3 separate regions of the Zea mays genome follow, and all the other regions are linked to region 3. The links are chromatin contacts, called in public Hi-C maps. All regions are on one chromosome and are shown on one strand. The core of a region is the stretch at or near the end of the contact, and the rest is flanking DNA. Distances in the headings are between cores, read along the strand shown.

Region 1 (3,638 bases), core at 831-3,330, 170 kb before region 3:
ACATAAAAGACTTGCCATGTAATCGAATGCCACAAAATTTTTGATTTTCAGAAAAGTTGGATTATTTCTCTTAAGAACGGAGACATGAATCAACGTACAGAACTGGACTCAGAGCCCCGCAAAAGAATTTTGGCTGGTGTCAGCGAAAGACAACCAACCACTTGACAACACAACTGAGATTCTTATTCGTCGGCATCCTCGTCGTGGAAGCGCAGGTGCCTCCCCTCCGGCACCAGCAGGCCCCTGAGCATCAATGCGCGAAGCTCCGCCGTCGCCTCAGCTGCATCCGCCTCCTCCACCCGCTCGATCTCGTCGTCACTGTTGTAGATGAACCTGGTGTGCTTCCCCTCGAACTGCGGCAGCACGGTCTTCTTCTTCTCCTCCTCCTCCAACACGGTCATCCTGCTCATCTCCTCGCACAGATCATCGTAGCAGTCGTCATCGCTGTCTTCGTCCCAGTCCTCCTCCTCCTCCTCCTCCTCTTCGTCAGTGTACTCTGCTGCCAGCTCCTCCACGCCCAGCTCTTCTTCGTCGCCCTTCTCAGAGCTGGCATGGACCTGAATGGACCAGGCAGAGGAGCTGTCGTCCTCAGGTGATGATGACTTGTCCACGTAGCTGCCGGTGCTGCTCTCCTGGAGGGAGAAGGTTGACGAGACGGCTGATCCACTGGACTCTTCACATTTCTCAGGGGAGTCATCGAACACCAGCGCACGGTTCAGCTGGCAGTCCCCGAGCTTCTCCTCTGCCTGATGAGGTGGAGGTAGGGAAGCTGCAATGACCTGCACAATAAGGGGAGCAGCAGGAAGACACCTTACGACAAAGTGCTACGCCTCTAAAACATCTAGGCTGAATTCCAGGTTAGATGATACGAGTAGAAATCTAATTTGCAGTTCTGAAAGAGCTGGGATGCCATTGACATTTGAGTAGGGGCTAACAGTGCAACATGAAAACATTCAGAAAATTCATCATATATCAAGATTATACTGCTTACAGTTACTCGCCTTAATTAATTTTAGTTCAGGGAAAAATAGGAACCCATTACCACCCCTACATACAACAGGTCATGCAGAATTGCATCTAATCTCATGGACGTGCACAAATAAGGTTAACGAATGAAGATACTAGATGAATTGGACAAATGGTAGGTACTTCGGCATAAGGTTGACTATATGCGTTCCCTGACTGAAATTGGAACAGAAACATTGGATCAAGTTCTACCTACCATGCACATGCCGAGTTGCAGAGTATTGCTCCTCGGGAAGTTGGAAGATTTCATACAAGGGGGGTTCAATAAGTGCAGAATCGACAGTTACATTACCTGAAGCTTAGGAATCAGCAGTTCCTCTTCGTCTAGGACGCAGGGCACGACCGTAGCGCCATCAAGCAGGAGGAGACCTTCCCTGGGAGTGGGGACGGGCTCGATCTGCGGCGTGTTGGCTGGCGTCGGCGCAAGAAGCTGGGCCGGCGACCTGGATACACCGAGCAGCGCCTGGATGCGCGCGGGCCTGACGATGGCCGCGGCGGCGCAGCCCTGCTCCTCTTCGACCTTGTGGAGGAGCGCCTTGACCTGGCCGCGCAGGAGCGCCTCCCCGGAGCCGGGCGTGCGACGCGGGGCCCTGCGGCGGGTCTTGGCGGCGGTGGAGGCGGGGGTGGTATCGGTGGCGTGGAGGGCGCCCGCCGCGAGCCCGACGATGGGGGAGTCGTTGGTGATGTCGTGCAGGGCGGCGCGAGGCTGGGTCTCCCCAGCGGCGGCGTTCTTGGCGCGGGAGAAGAGGGCGGCGGAGTCCGGCCCGGCGGCGGCGCTCTTCTCTGCGGAGAACCGAAGGTGGGCGTCGTCAGGAAACACATCCAACAACGCGTCGAGACTGCAGAAGCGATCCAAAGATCAAGAAACAGAGAGTCAAGGTGGGAGAAGAGGACTCACGGGCAGATGCGGCGGCGAGCGAGCGGGTGATCCTCCTGGAAGACAGCGGCGTCTCCATCGGTGAATACTTCCTCGGCGAGGTGGGTGAGAAGGGCGCGTCGCTGGCGAAGCGGAGGCTCGAGGAAAGAGACGACGTGAATGGGAGCGGGAGGGAAGGGGAAGCGTGTGCTGGAGACGGCGGCGGAGGAGCGCGTTGGGTGGCAGTTTTAAAGTGTTGGAATTTTGGCAGGACAACGGTAATATGACCGTTGTCTTGGCGAACGGACGAGGAGACGGCGAAGACGGAACGGCGCTGCTCGCCGCTCGCCCCTCTTCTTCCGTACTAGCCGTTGCGTGGTTTGTTGCTGCTGGTGTGCAAGGCCCCTTTTGTGTGGTGTGAAAGGCCCTTTTGTGGCACTAAATGTAGATAGATCAAATAGAGAAGGCCCATGTAAATTCAGAGGACCGCGATTGTGCGTGCGCCTGTGCTAGCTTTTTTTCCACCTCTTTGATAGGTGCAAGAATACCGTTTTTTCAAGGGATTTCAATTTTTCCAAGAAAAAATAAACTAATTTCCCTTGGGAAAATAAAAATCCCTAGGAAAAACGATATTTCCAAACTAGGCCTTATGTGTATATTTATACTAGGAAAATGTTCGTACATTGTTACGGTTTTTATTACTGTTTAAGTACGTTACTACAGTTTTCATTTATACTTAAGTATAGAATATGTTGGTCTCTTGTTCTTAAATATTGTGAATCAAGAACAAGGCAACACAATTGTTAAAGATTAGAGATCTTCGTCCTCCGAGTCATCATCTCCTTTCGGATTTGATGATCTTCAGACGATCACTTGCAAGAATAATGATTCATAAAGATGATAAACATTATCCATTTGTGTCTCAATCATATATTTATTTCATGATAAACATATGAGTAAGATTCATATTACATTGATACCTTCGTCTTGTTCGAAGGTGTTGACGCGAGAGCGATTACAATCCAGCGTGAACAGTACGGGGGTACTGTTCACCTATTTATAGGCACGGAACGCAGCCCGGATAAAAATACATTTATGACATTAACATTCGTTCATAATTGTAACATAAATCATTAGGGACTAGCTATTCTTTTCCTTTTCGGCTCAGCATCATGCTTGATCTTCGACACCACTTTAAACCGATGATGTTACTCTTCGGCTATAGCTTCGACGTTCATTGTTGTTATTTTCGGGCTATATCTTCGTCTTAAAGACCTTTGACGGAGGAGAAAGCTCCCATCACGAACCTTAGATTGTGACGAAGCTCCTGTAATAGTCAACATTATGCTAGAAGCAAATGGTTAGTCGTGTTTATGAGGACCTTTATAAGAGGAAGGCCCCCAACAGTAGCCCCTCGCAGTATTAGTTTGTTTCTTCGTAGCAAATTCAAACTGCGATATGAACAAATTCAGACTGCGACATGAACGAAGGCCTTTAGCCGAAGGTCCGAAAAAACACCTTCCTTTCGCTAGAATAGCGAATTGTTCTGAATCGTGGGACCCATCGCTCAGTGGTGCTTTGTATATATATATATATATATATATATATATATATATATATATATATATATATATATATATATATATATATATATATATATATATATATATAAAGGCTTGCGCTATGAATATTTTTCGTGCCATCTAGCTTTTGTGTTGTGATTGTCATTTTAGCTTTCGTCTTTTGTTAGAGCAAC
Region 2 (3,996 bases), core at 1,412-3,911, 230 kb before region 3:
TTTTCTTTACTCTTTCCCGTTTGCGAGGAATCTCCACAACTTGGAGTCTCTCGCCCTTACAATAAGAATCAAAGTGAAAGCAATATAGTAAGGGAGGGAAGCAACACACACAAATCCACAGCAATACGCACACACACGCCCAAGACTTGAGCTCAAATGAATATCACAAGGTTCTCACTAGAACGGAGCTCAAATCACTAAGAATGTCAAACGAGTGCGCAAAGACAGTGTGAATGATCAAGAATGCTCAAAGTATGCTTGGTGTACTCCTCCATGCGCCTAGGGGTCTCTTTTATAGCCCCAAGGTAGCTAGGAGCCGTTGAGAGCAATCCAGGAAGGGAATTCTTGCCTTCTATCGACTGGCGCACCGGACTGTCCGGTGCGGATTTCTTTCCTATTATGGCGCAGCCGACCGTTGAAGACTTGGAGCCGTTGGCGCACCGGACACTGTCCGGTGCACACCGGACAGTTCGGTGCCCCCATCCGACTGTTGGCTCAGCCACGCGTCACGCGCGGATTGCGCGGCCGACCGTTGGCGCGCCCGACCGTTGGCTCACCGGATAGTCCGGTGACTCACCGGACAGTCCGGTGAATTATAGCCGTACGCTGTTGACTTGGTTCCCGAGAGCATCGACTTCGCCGCAGACGACTCACCGGACAGTCCGGTGCACCACCGGACAGTCCGGTGATTTATAGCCGTACGCCGCCGTCGAGACCCGAGAGCAGCCAGTTGACCAGACGCCAGCCTAGCACACCGGACACTGTCCGGTGCACCACCGGACACTGTCCGGTGCACCCAGACTGAGCAGAGTCTTGGCTGCTCGAGCCAAGTCTTTTCCAATTGTATTTTCTCTGATTCTAGCACTTAGACAAATATGTTAGTATACAAAAACCAATGTACTAAGTCTAGAATCATACCTTTGTATTGACTTTGCACTTCTTCCACCATTTGACATAGTTTCACACTTAAACCATTTGTGTTGGCACTTGATCACCAAAATACTTAGAAATGGCCCAAGGGCACATTTCCCTTTCAACACTTGATGTGGATTTTAAGTAGACACAATTTAAACACTTGTAGGTACTAGAATTGAGTATGGGTCGCCTAACCCAACTAACTTGATTCGACCCGCCCGAAAAAACTTGATCCGATCCGATCAATACAACAGGCGGGTATGTGCCATAGTTTTTGACCCACAATATTTCACGGGCTGAGTATAAGCTATGATTTATGACCCAAAACCTGATCCAACCCAAAGTCAAAAACCTGACTCAACCTAAAAAAACCCTGACCGACATGTTGTCCAATAGAGAGGTATGACCTACCCGACCCGACTAGATACTAGGCACGGATGCTTAGAAAATCAAGTCATAGATGTGTCTTCATGAATACATTTTACAATTATCTTCTAGACATGCCCCAAGACACAACCCATTAATATGCATTGTACATGCCCTTAGGGCATCTATAAACCAGAGATTTTTGATTGATTTTCTAAATAAAAGTGACATTTAAGAAACTACCTGATATGATGATGTGTTTTTAAAATCATTCATATCATAAATATATTTAAGAGATTGTACGGATAGTCATGTAGAGACAGATGTCTCTTATATATTTTTTCATTTAACCCATAAAGACCATCATAAACGAGGTTGTGCGTACTCTCAGACCTAGTGTTTGGGCATTACAACCCACATAAATGATCTATATCGTAAGGGATATCTAAGGAAAAAGTGCAAAAAACATAATAGACTTATTTTGTTGAAGTAATGTCTAGCATTATTCTCTAAGTCTAAAATATGGGTATACCCATATAACCTATATAAATGAGTTGTGTTTTTGAGAGGTTATAGCGAATAAAATATAAATATTGGATTGTACGAATGAGTTCCTTACTTGTATTTAGTATTTAGAGAACCACGACCATGTATCTAGGTTCAACATGTCCTTATGGGTATTACTTTTTTTCTCTACAAAATTATTTAAACTTTAGATAGTTAAGTAAGCGTATAAGTATAATGAATTGGACGGATAGTGTACTAGATTATGCTAGATTGGAAGTGCAGGGCACGACGCAAACCACGTCGAGGTTGCTCAGTCTGCGTCCGTCGGCAACAACCGAACGGGCCATTACGCACGGTCGGGTGAATTACTGTCGATGCGGTTGCAACTGCTAGTATCTTTGTGTGTGTTTTATGTATGCATCACTAGCACTAGCAATAACTTTAGCTTAGGCCATGTTTGGAAACGTAGTTTTTTTAGTTTTGAAACAATACTATGGTATTTGATGATACTATAGTATTGAAACACAAAAGGTGTTTGGTTTGTACAGGCAAAACACAGTTTTAAATATCATGGTTTACCTAAAACCGTGGTATTTTTGGAGTTTTTGAAACTCCACTCAGGACCTCAGTTTTCTTCTCTTCTCTCTACATATACTTTGTTTTTCCAATAAAACCAAACAGATCTCGGTTTTGAGGAATACTATGGTTTTACTGTGATAAAGTAATACCATAGTATTTTTTGTCATGTACAGTTGTAAACTATAGTATCTCAAAACTACATCATTTCAAAATTGTATTTCCAAGCAGGCCTTTAATTTTTATCGGAGCCTAAATCATACTAGCAGATACTGCAGCATGTGGTAGCCACGGTGGGGCCCATAATTTGCATCCCAGCACTGCAACCAGTAGGTGCTGTTGGCGAACCAATCTCACCTCCCAGCCCCAAGAGGGCACTTAATTCTAGTTCTACTTGTAGCAGCAGCACGGGTACCTTCCTCCTCGTGATGATTAATTAAAACGCACGAGCAAGGATGACGATGCACTATAGAGGCATAGAGCCACAGTGTACCGCAGCTCGCGACGAGCCAGCCAGCCAACGACCGCTCTCACCTTCTTCGTCCTCGCAGCCGGAGATGGAGCAGTGTAGCACGTAGGAGTAGTTCGGGAACGAGGAATTCGCTTTGCCGTCGGCGACGGGAGACGACGGACGGACGCTGCTTCCTCTGGCCTGGGCGTCTGGCGGCCTGCACACCTGACACCTCGCCTCCCACAGCCCTTTCGGCCGCCTTTTGGCTTTGCAGGCTTTTTGTGCCTCCTGCTGCTTCCCCGTCCCTCCCCCTCCGCCTCCCACCGGCACCCCCACTCTCCACTTCTCCAGTCGGCCGGGCACTCCTCCCTTGCCCCGGCCTCACACCACCACACGTCCACAATGCTGCCGTCCTCCAGATCGAGGTGAATTACTTTCGCCCTCCCTGCTCCCGGACCCTTGCGTTCTCTCTCTCTCTCTCTCTCTCTCTCTCTCTCTCTCTCTCTCTCTCTCTCTTATTTTTATTTGCTCGCGCTCTTGTTCCGCCTGTCGGTTTTCTCTTCTTTTCTTCAATGGCAGATCTAGTAGTATCCAGTAATCCAGCTAGACCCGACGCTTCATTTGGTGTTTTTTTCTTGGCTCTCTTCTTCGCCGATTTCCCTGCGCCGTAGTTGCTTTTCATCGTCAAATGTGGTGTACCGTCTCGTCTGGTGATTTCCGCCACACGCGAATGTGCCTTTCTTCAGATGGTGTTTCATGTCTGTAAATCCTCAAATTCGGACCGTAACGGCCACTCCGTCTCTCACAGCTGCATGCCACACGCGTCGGTTCATGAGCTTGCGCTCGATTCGGCAACAGAGAATAATAGATTTTCGATTTTTAATTAATTAACGATGGATGTCGCCATTGACAGATCTGGGCCGAACGAGTCCCCCATCAGCAGGGGCAGGCCGAGCACGGCGTCCTCCAACCACCGCCCCTCCACGCCGTCCTCCAACCACCGCCCCTCCACGCCCTCCTCCAACCACCGCCCGTCCACGCCCTCCTCCAGCCACCGCCCCTCCACGCCGGGCGGCACCAGGAGGAGCAGCGTCGGCACGCCGTCCACGCCGCGCTCCCGCAGCAACGGCGCGGGCCCCTTCAAGTCCGAGCCCAACTCGCCGCCATCGGCCGCCGCACAG
Region 3 (3,926 bases), core at 1,037-3,536:
AGTTTCGTCTATGTTGTCAATGGCTTTGGAATCTGTCCAACTTACTTCGGTTCTTCTTGCATCTTCTTGACTTCCACATATAGAGATTAGACTATGACTTGATGATATTTTCATGCATAAGTATGATGGATGCATCACAACTTCGAATGCATTTAATGTTCCTCTGCCAACAATTGCATTATAGGGGTATTCCATATCTATTATGTCAAATACAAATTCCTAAGTTCTTTGTGTTGTGTATGTAGCCGAAGGTGACGAGCATTGATATTTTACCCAACACTGCTATTTGATTTCCTCCGAAGCCACATAAAGGGTGCACTGCATCTTGTATCTTGTCACCCGTTTCTTGTATCTGTCTGAAGGCTTTACCAAAGATGATGTCTGCCGAACTGTCCGTATCTATCAGGACAATGTGAACCAAGAAGCATTTTATAAAACAAGATATAACCATGACATCATTATATGGGTAATCTTTGAGCTGAATGTCTTCTTGGGAGAATGTGATTGGAATATGAGACCATTTATATCTAACATAGGGCCCCTGCACTCCGACATGTTGTACCCTCTGTTGAGCTTCTTTCTTCTATTTCTTGTTGACTGGTTTGAAGCTTGAACCACCTGTGTTTGGGGAAATAAGCTTCGTCGGCCCCTCTGACGAAGCTTGATGATTTATCACGCTCATTGTTGTGGAAGTAGGATCACCGGAGGTGGGCGCCAATATTGGCCACTTGTTTTCAATCCCCTAAAGGTATTAAAAATCAAGACAACACAAATAGGTCAAGCTTCATAGTCATCCCCCTTTTATCATTCTCGGAGAGAAGACAAAAATGAAAGAATGAAGGTAAAAATTTGCTTACGTAGGTGGGTCATTCAGACATAAACAAAGATAAAATGCAATGATTACAAGAAATTGAATAATGAAACAAGTAATTTACATGAAATGTTGAATGTGTTGAAATCCCTCTTCCTTATTATATGAATTAGAAGATTGAACATATACCTTCAACTTCGTAAAAATTACAACGAAGGAGTACATAAGTCACAACTTCATATAGAAAGAAAAATGAGTTCACCCGTCCAAAAAGTGTCCCCAGTGCATGACACTGTTCCTTTATTTATAGGCTCGAGATATGTTTCAGGCGATTTTACAAGTATATCCTTAATCTCTATATATTCAAACTATTGTACATGCTAGGGGTAGAGTTGTCATTCTCCTTCTCCTCTCAGTTTAGCTCCTTAGACCTCGAAGGATGCTTATATTATGCTTCGTCCGAAGTATGTACACGATGGTCGACCAAAGCTTGTTTCTTCGAACACCCGCATTGTTCTGTTTGAAATCTACCTTTGCCATTAACCCTGCAACACACACATAACAAAATAAAAGAAACATTTACTCGGTGAGTGTTTTTAGGATATTCAGAAGAAGAAAACCCCCAACAGGATGTGTCAACAATATAGAAACTAGAAATCAATGTGAGATGACAATTCATGATGGGGTATGGCATCATACAAAGTTGATCTAATATGTCAATTCTGAAATTTTATTACTGATTGAGTTTACTGTTCCTTCCAGGTGGAGAAGGCTGAGAAGTTTTTTTAATCTCAAGACCCCCCCGGAACAAGACCTTTCAGTTTAGACGGTGGACGTTAATCTCTTATCTTACAAATAAATTAGTTTCTAGAATTTTCTTTAGTCATATTTTTTAATTTAGAGACTAGCACCAATATTTAAAAAACTACATAAATATATTGTAAAAAAATATCCAGTAAAAAGCTGTAGCCACATGGGTTGCAAAAAGCTCTAGCGAGCAGCCACATGAGTGGAAACAGTACGGGAGCTGAGTTCCGGGGTCTGATTTGCAGGTTATCTTTCGCCAACAGTGGGACATGGAAGTGGCATAAAGCCATTTTCCCCCTCAAATTGAACAGGTAAAGCCTGCTACCGGTACTAGCACAGTTGTTTTCCTATGGTGGTATGTTACCGGAAGCAGTGATCAGTGTGCACGGAGCAAAATGGTCAGAAAGCCAGTAACAACCAGGAACCTACTCCAGAGTCCTATACTAGAGGCTACTAGAGCAGAGCAGTGCGCTTTTGGGCCAACTGCCTGCCCGGTGGCGTGTCCAGGTCGATAGGATAGGCTGTAAAAACTGAAGCACATGCAAGCAGGTGGCAGCCATCCCAGCCCATCCCTCCTCCTGCAGAAGTCTGCCGTGCTCCATCTCCATCCGACCATCCGCGCCTCTATCCTGCTTTAATATACAAGAAAAAAAATGAACCACCCTGGCAATGAGCCATGGGCGAGTTGGGGACGGCACGGGGCGAAAGAGAGCCACAAGAGAGAAACAAAAACAAATGCTCGTGGTCGTCCATCCCGCGGCCACAGGACGAGGCAAACGGACGCGCTCGCACGACAACCACCGCACACACGCACACGACAGAAGCGAGAAGAGGAGAAAAGAAAAGTGAGTTCAAAGGAGGCCACGGGGCGGGCGCTAGTGCTCGAGCCCGAGCAGAGTCATCGCAGCCGCGTTTCGCCTTCCCCTCTCGCTCGCCTGCGGTTCGGTTGGTTAGCTCGGCAGCTGGAGCGTTTTCCCCGCTGGTGGTTCGTCTTTCGGTTGCTCCACCTCCAACCGAACCTCCCTCCTCCCCACCACAAATATACTAGTGCTAGCAACCACCACCACCTGCGTCTTCCCAGCTCCGTTCCGTCCTCGCCCGCCGGCCACCACCGGTGGGGCCCACTGCCCTACGCTCCGATTGCTTGCCTGGCCCTTCCCACCGCCTCTGTGCGGCGTCGCGCGGGAAACACACCAACGTCCAAGGGGAGGTAGAGAGAGAGGAACGGGAGGCGCCTCGGATCCCCGGCCTCCACCGCGCGCCGGGGGACCTCCGGAGTGAAATGTGGGACCCGTGCCGCCGGGAATTTCTCTAGAGGCTTGTCCGCACCACCGCCGAGCGACACGATATGGTGAGTCTTCTCTCCCTCCCCTCCCGCAGATCTGCGCCAATTTCCCCCCGCCGCCGGCCTGCTCCTCCGTACCCGCGCTTTTTCCTCTCGTCGCCGCGGCAATTAATCACCACCAACACTAGTAGTAGTGCCCTCGCGCCTGGTTACTGCTGATTCCACATCTCCTGCCTTCCTCTGCTTTTCCGCCAAAATCAAGTCAAATTAAATTCTCTTTGTGTAAATTTCATCATCAGTTAATTAACGGCACGACCAGTAGATTTCGCCTCTAATTGCAACAATTCTGTAGAAAACTTTCGTAGGTAGCCGTGAATTGCTTCTCGTACATGGCAGCTTTTTTTTAGTTTGCTGACTGCCGGTGAATTCCTGCTCCGTCAATGCTGGAAAAGTAGGAGTCATTTTTTTATCTTCCGTTCAGGAAAACTCGTCAAATCCGCCCCCTGGTAGGAATTAGGATCACATCAGATTTACACGACTCAGGCGAAGAGTCAACTCGAACCTTCCTAGTTGTTACCCTAGGCTACGCCTCATTGGCCACCACCTGTCGTAACATAGAATTTTCTCCGGCCTCTTCGCCTTTCCGATATGGCTATTGTTTTTTTTTTCAGTCTCTGTTTTCGTTTTGGGTTGTGCGGCTAGTATCTGCGGCCACCGCTAGTACAATTCACGTTACGGGGCGTTGTCCGGTTCTTGCTGTGTGGACGTGTTTGTGCGCCAACTCCCAGCGCCCTTTTTCCACAGATTTCTTCTCTTCCAGCTCCACCATGGTCGTCACGCATGTGCGTAATTGCCCACTTGGACCGCATCTGAAGTCTCCTTTTCTTCTCTTTTTCTTTCTTCGTCCAGGGCCTGCGCGCCGATTTCTTATGTGTTCTCATTAGGCTGCTGACGAAAGTTAAGTTAATGACTTAATCGTGGTTCATTTGTTACTGCTATTATCATTAAGCATGCCGCACTGTT

Evidence for each region. A called contact is a pair of places that touch in the nucleus more often than the background predicts.
Region 1: a contact with region 3 is called in a Hi-C map of ear, with 2.1 times the contacts expected there. The contact joins the promoter of LOC100274729 here to the promoter of LOC103626296 in region 3. A contact is called at or near these places in 4 of 25 Hi-C or Micro-C datasets (ear, leaf and tassel).
Region 2: a Hi-C map of leaf shows a contact between it and region 3, with 6 times the contacts expected there. The contact joins the promoter of LOC100381608 here to the promoter of LOC103626296 in region 3. A contact is called at or near these places in 3 of 25 Hi-C or Micro-C datasets (ear and leaf).

What each region holds. Positions count from the first base shown.
Region 1 is chr5:45,971,419-45,975,056 of Zm-B73-REFERENCE-NAM-5.0, forward strand. It overlaps LOC100274729, which reads right to left and starts at 2,081. Exons shown (of 3, transcript NM_001149027.2): 1 at 1,925-2,081; 2 at 1,319-1,809; 3 at 20-779. The coding sequence starts at 1,982. The coding sequence ends at 183.
Region 2 is chr5:45,913,926-45,917,921 of Zm-B73-REFERENCE-NAM-5.0, forward strand. LOC100381608 (WEB family protein At5g16730, chloroplastic) reads left to right here and starts at 2,662. Exons shown (of 3, transcript XM_008645719.4): 1 at 2,662-3,240; 2 at 3,729-3,996. The coding sequence starts at 3,218.
Region 3 is chr5:46,140,099-46,144,024 of Zm-B73-REFERENCE-NAM-5.0, forward strand. LOC103626296 (lysine-specific demethylase JMJ706) reads left to right here and starts at 2,287. Exons shown (of 11, transcript XM_008646682.2): 1 at 2,287-2,969. The coding sequence starts at 2,967.